Linked DNA regions of Delphinus delphis: region 1 is linked to region 2. A link is a contact called in public Hi-C data. All regions are on one chromosome and are shown on one strand. Each heading gives the region's core, a stretch centred on a gene start, on an enhancer-like site or on the middle of the called end of the contact. The rest is flanking DNA. Distances are from core to core; before and after follow the strand shown.

Region 1 (3,417 bases), core at 268-2,767, 260 kb after region 2:
ACTAGGAGAAAATGATCGATCAACGTTAGCACCTTCTAAGTAGCTCACGCCTCTGCATCCCCAGAGGCCTAGGTTCTAAGATCCCCAGCAACGCTGGATCCACACCAGGAACCCAGGTCACACATCTAAAGGGCATTATTCAGCCAAATGAGTTAAACATGTATCTCAAACCCTCACCCTATAAGTTAAAGAACATGAACCACCCACCTTTTCCTCTAAAGAGGACAAAGGCACACCAGGTAATGGCATTAAAAATCGCTTAACAAGCAGCCTTATGTGCGAGTCAGTTAAGATTCTGACCACGCATGTATATACGATGGAATGTTACTCAGCCATAAGGAACGAAACTGAGTTATTTGTAATGAGGTGAATGGACCTAGAGTCTGTCATACAGAATGAAGTCAGAAAAAGAAAAATACCGTATGCCAACGCACGTATATGGAATCTGAAAAGACAGTACTGATGAATCTAGTGGCAGGGCAGGAATAAAGACGCAGACGTAGAGAACGGACTTGACGACACGGGGGTGGGGAGAAGCTGGGACGAAGTGAGAGTAGCATGGACATACACACACTACCAAATGTAAAATGGACGGCTGGTGGGAAGCTGCTGCAGAGCACGGGGAGATCAGCTCGGTGCTGTGTGACCACCTAGGATGGGATAGGGAGGGCGGGAGGGAGACGCAAGAGGGAGGGAATATGGGGATATATGTATACATATAGCTGATTCACGTTGTCGTGCAGCATAAACACAACACTGTAAAGCAACTGTACTCCAATAAACATTCTGTCCACAATAGGGACTCCTGGTCAAACGGCTGGGTGGCAGGTAATGGTAGTAAAGGTTCCTCATGCTCCCAACGGGAGCTAACTGGCAAGTGGAGGCCACTAGAACTCGACAGAACCAAATCAGAACATGACAATCAGCACAAAAGTCTCTGTCCGCCCGTCAATAAGTTCATCATCTCTGGTTTCTGATAACTCTAGAGGCCCAAGGAGTTGTACCAACCGTCCCAGACGTTTCAGAATGAGGATTCAACAACCCATACACAAAGCCTCCCCTGCCGCCTGCGGCCTGGATTTCTGCACCTCCCACTTTCACAACAGTGCCAAACGCTCCCACCCAAGGTCCTCCTGGCGAAAGTGCTCATGACTCGGATCTCGAATGCTAAGGCCGAGATCTAGGAATAATCCATGGCTTAGAGATTGTCGGGCCTGGGCCCCCCAACCCAGCTCCCGTGGCAAGGCCTCTCGCCAGCCGACCGGCAGGCCCAAAGCCAACCTCAGGCCGCGGACATTTTCAGAAAATACACCTGACTGCTGATTCTGCTGAGTGCCCCATGCTCCTAGAGCAGAACCCCGGCACCGGGTGAGGCGAGATGGCGGGGATGTGCCGCGGATTCACTCATGCCGCCGCGACAGACAAATAGAAATCCGCCATAATGTCCCTTACCATGCTGCCGTCGGATGCTGCCGGTAGAGATCGTTCGACTCTCGGCGCGCCATATATAAATTCCAGTCTGGCTCCGCCCCTTCCGGCGTGCGAGCGCGCGCCCGCGGCAGACGTCGGGTCGGGGGGCGGGTACTGGGTGCCGTTTCCACGCACGCTCGTCCTCTCCTTGCTTACGTTCCGACCGGGACGTCAATTTCGTAGGCGGGACTTAGAGGCTCTACGGCGAGCGGCTGAGTTCAAACTTAGTGAAAAGTCTCGGACTTTTTCCGGCAGGGAATTGTCCTGAGGCGTTGGGCAGTAGCCAAATTTGATGAAACGGCTGTTACGGTGAAGGAAAATGGCTACGTCGGTTCTTTTCATATGAAATGCAGGTTTCATATAAAACCTCTGGAATTGAGTAACCCTGTTGGGGCTTCAGTTCCAAGGCGCTTTCCCACGTGGTATGCCGCTTCCGTCCCACACAGCGTTGTTGCCATTTTGCAGGCACGTAGAAGTGGGACGAGTCGCACCGCTTCCACCAGCTCGAAGTTGGAGAGGAAAGACAGGAACCCTGGTTTCCTGGCTCCCAACCCAGAGCCGCTTCCCGGTACCAGCTTGTCTTTAATGCTTCCTGATTTCGGGCCCCCCTCCCTCAAGCCCCATCTCGGCTATTCCTCCGAGAATCTGGCTGTGGGGGCCCGTGCTTGGTTCTGAAGGTCTTAGGCGACGGAACCACCTCACGTCTAGGGTCCTGGGTCCAGCTGCCCGGCCTCACGGACCCTGGCCCTCTCTGCTTCCCAGACTCTGCATGAATCGCCCTTGCTGATGTCTGCTTGGGCTCGGGGTCACCTAGGTCCTAGGCGGCTCCTAGCGGCTCTCCCTGCCTCCAGGCTTGCCCCTCCAAATCTTTCTAAGAATCAAATCCCTTTTTGTTACTTCCCATGACCCTGCCCACGCCCACCCCCAACCCTTGTTGTTTCCCGTGGATTAAGCCTTAACTTCTGAGCCTGCCAGCCAAGAAGCTGCCCTAACTAGCTACTCCAGCTTCTTCACTGCAGGCGAATACACACACTTTTTCATAGATACCACCTTCCACATCCATCCTACCCCGTCCTGTTCTTGGATTCTGGGACTGACCATTGCTCACACCATTGTTAAAAAACATTCTCTCGGGCTTCCCTGGTGGCGCAGTGGTTGAGAGTCCGCCTGCCGATGCAGGGGACGCGGGTTCGTGCCCCGGTCCGGGAAGATCCCACATGCCGTGGATCGGCTGGGCCCGTGAGCCATGGCCGCTGAGCCTGCACGTCCGGAGCCTGTGCTCCGCAACGGGAGAGGCCACAACAGTGAGAGGCCCGCGTACCGCAAAAAAACAGAACAAACAAACAAACAAAAAAACATTCTCTCATGTAACCCTCGCGCCATCCCCCAGTGGCAGTTCTGACAGTCCTCAGCCCCTTACTGGAAATCTTTGGGGCCAGATATGTATCCAAATTCAGCATTCTTCATGTTTTAGATAATACCGTGCAATATGGTGCACATACTATATATTATGTAATCATCCCTAAGCTGTTGAATGAAACACGTTAATTCTGCTAAGAAACGTGAATATTCACACGGAGTGGGATAAGTATAAATAGCCTCACAGTTAAAGGCTAACTTAGCTACCTAAAAAATTCAGGTTAGGGCTTCCCTGGTGGTGCAGTGGTTGAGAGTCTGCCTCCCGTTGCAGGGAACACAGGTTCATGCCCCGGTCCGGGAAGATGCCACATGCCGCGGAGCGGCTGGGGCCGTGAGCCATGGCCGCTGAGCCTGCGCGTCCGGAGCGTGTGCTCCGCAACGGGAGAGGCCACAACAGTGAGAGGCCCGAGTACCGCAAAAAAAAAAAAAAAAAAATTCAGGTTAGTTTGGTTTTTGCCACCAAATGACTTAAGAAGATTTTTCTTAATGCCGTTTACAGCAACATGGATTGACCTAGAGATTATCATA
Region 2 (2,967 bases), core at 378-2,877:
CTTGCCTGCCACCTTGGGTCATCTCACCTTCCCTTCCCAGACTCTGTTCTTTCTCACTTAAAAAAAAATAAAATAAACACCAAAAAACCTCTAAGATGGCTTCCTCTGGAGCTAGGTCGCCCTCCCTTGCCGAGGCTAACGTGCCCTGCTTTTACTCTCCCACTCTCCATCCTCATTAGAGCCTCCAGAGACAGCCAGAAGTGGGCAAAACTGAGAACCAGTGGCCCAGCCTGGGTGATAAAACTCAAAGTGAAGTGATTTAAGGTCAAATTCAAGTTAGATCCCTCTGTCAGGAGGGGAGGCATACAGAACAAATCCTGAGAGAGGGAAGCTGCGGGCAGGGAGGCAGGTGCCCCCCCCCCCCACAAAGCCTCTCCCTGTTCCCCACGATGAAGGAGACCAAATTCACTCTCCCCCTGGGTTCTAATTCCAGGCAGAGCCCTACCAGCTCAAGGCTGGGGGAGATGAGGGCTCTCACGTGCAGAAGCCACCCCTCCCTGCCACCCCCTCAGGTGGGCACCCCACCTGCCTCACCCACCCCCTTCCTGTTGGCCTCCCCAGACCCTGGTTTTGTCAGCGAGGATTATCCTTCCCCCTTGTCCCCATTCCCAGGCCCCTCTTGCTGAAGCTGGAGCTGGCCAGGGCCTGCTGCCAGGGGCTCTTCGGGGGCTCACAACCACCCCTTGCCCAGCTGGGGCCCCTCTGGAAAGACCCGCCCGCCTGGGCGGCCGCGGATCTGTCCCTCCCCTGCAGGCCCCGTGTTGCGCCCGGGCTGGGGGCCCGAGAGGGGCCTGCTGGGGCTGGGCCAGGTTACCTTCAGGAGGAAAGTTTTGGGTTTGGGTCCCCTCTTCTTGGGCCCATACAGCTCACGCTCCCTCTCCCTGCGGCCGAGAAACGCCAGAGGTTAAAAAGAGCCCCTTCCTGGGCCCCACTCCGCGCTGCCCTCCCCGGCTCTCCCGCTTCCCCGCGCGGCGCCCCAGCCGAGCCTCAGCCCCGCCGCCCCTGCCAGCTTCCCAAACTCACTTCTGCTCGAAGGCTGCAATGAGCCGCGAGTCCAGGATGTTCTCCTCCGGCTCCCAAGTGCTGTACCTGCCGAGTTACGCATGCACAAAATAAAAAAGAAAACCAGGGAGCCAGAGACACATGCGAGGGAGCAAATGTGCGCACCCTCCAAGGGAAAAAAAAAAGGCCCCGGTGTGCGCTGCCTCCCTTCCCCCCTCACCCCTGGATCCCGTGACACTCACTTGATGGCCCACCCCTTCCATTTCACCAGGTACTCGATGCGTCCCTGAAAAACAGAGAAGGAAAAAAGGGGGGAGTGGGGGTGGGGAAGATGCGGGGACGCGAGGAGGCGGCTGCGCGGGGGTGGTCGAGAAAGCCCGGGTTAGCGGGACCGCTTCGCCCCGATGGCCCGCGGATCTGGGGACCGGCTGCGGGGCTAGGCGTCCCGCCCTGGGAGGCGGCTAACCTTTCGGATCCGCCGTTTGATGATGGATTCGGCCGCGAAGACCCGCTCGCCCACTGCAGACAGCTCCATCTTGCTCAGCGGCACCCACAGCCCATAATACTCCCTGCTCCCGCGGCCGGTGCTGCACCGCTCGCGCACGCGCCACAGCGCCCAGGCTCGGCGGGCGGGCGCGCGGCGGGGCGCGCGCTCGCGTTCCAGCTGCGGGCCATCACGTGACCCTCTGGGCTGGCGCGCCGTTGCCAGGACCTTCTCCTCCCCCGGGGCGGTTGCTAGGGAAAGTGAGCGCACGCGGGGCGGGGGCGCGCGCTGGTTCTTAAAGGGGCCTAGCCTGGTTGGGGGAACCGGGGCCGGAGGCCGGGAGGGAGATGCTTGGCCTGCGCGAAGCCGGGCTGGGGGCGGTGCAATCTTACAAACACTTTCTCATTCCCCTCTGCATCTTCTCGGCCCCCGCGAGCTGACAACTTCTCCCTCTGAATCCTCCCTTGCAAGTCTCTCCCGGCCCCGGGCGGGGAAGGGCAGTGGAGTCTCTGCAGCCGCTGCTCATCCTTCCAGCAGAAGTTTGCAAACAGTTAAATATGATACAGCAGAAATGCATTTGCTGTTGCCTGGCCAGGCCCTGCGGGAATTTCTTTAAAACATTGCCCCCCACCCCACCCCTTATCCATTATTTATGTATTCGTGGGAGTGTGGTTTTGTAACCAGTTCAGATGAATTAAAACAAAAACGCCACCGCAGGAAAGGGTGGGGGAGGCAGTGAATGGGGCCGAGGAAGGGGGTGATCCTTTGCATCTGTTTTTCTGCCGGGGTCTTGGGCGGCACCTGCCCTCGCCCGGGAGGTCGGGTGAAGACGCGGCGAGGAAGATGCGGCCGTGGGGAGGTTCGGAAGAGAGAGGCCGCGGGGTGACAACGAACTCCCCACATACCAGATTGGGCCCGAAGCGGGTCATCCTTGGGTCATTCGGCAGAAGCCGCCCTCGCGGTCATGTCTGTATGTTTTCTAATTCCCAGGCCCCGTGCCGCGTCACCCTCCTGCGCCCTACAGTTCCTCTAATGGCTCCGCCATTGCTCACGGGGAGACCAGAGCCCAGCTTCCTATTTGGGGAGGGACTGGGAGACCTAGGCTGTCTTGGAAGGGACGCAAAGTAGCCCTGCCACACAAAACGCTCCATTTCTTTTATTTTGTATTATTTAAACTTTTATTGTTTTTTAAATCACACCAACAGTCCTGTACTTTGTAAATTTTTTTAAAAGTAAGAAAAAAAGCAACCGTCTATAATCTCCATCAAACCGTTAACCTCTTCACGGATTTTCTTCCAGCCTCTGTCCTATGCCTATATAAACACATATATATGCACATATATACACTGTATATAGATGATATAGATAGATTTAAATTCTTTCTTTTTAGCAAAATGGGATCATATCACACTAGCTGGAATCCATTTGTCTCTCTTAATGAGATAAAGTGGACCGCTTTTGGTGTCACTAAGTACAGATTT

The links. Hi-C and Micro-C count contacts between places; a contact is called where the count stands out from the background.
Region 1: a Hi-C map of lung shows a contact between it and region 2, with 4 times the contacts expected there. The contact joins the promoter of RPL3 here to the promoter of CBX6 in region 2. A contact is called at or near these places in 2 of 3 Hi-C or Micro-C datasets (lung and muscle).

Annotation. Positions count from the first base shown.
Region 1 is chr11:93,152,873-93,156,289 of mDelDel1.2, forward strand. RPL3 (ribosomal protein L3) reads right to left here and starts at 1,518. Exons shown (of 10, transcript XM_060025687.1): 1 at 1,453-1,518; 2 at 1. The coding sequence starts at 1,455. LOC132434626 (small nucleolar RNA SNORD43) reads right to left here and starts at 969; the gene lies at 905-969.
Region 2 is chr11:92,897,282-92,900,248 of mDelDel1.2, forward strand. It overlaps CBX6 (chromobox 6), which reads right to left and starts at 1,628. Exons shown (of 5, transcript XM_060025678.1): 1 at 1,469-1,628; 2 at 1,245-1,288; 3 at 1,024-1,089; 4 at 815-881. The coding sequence starts at 1,537.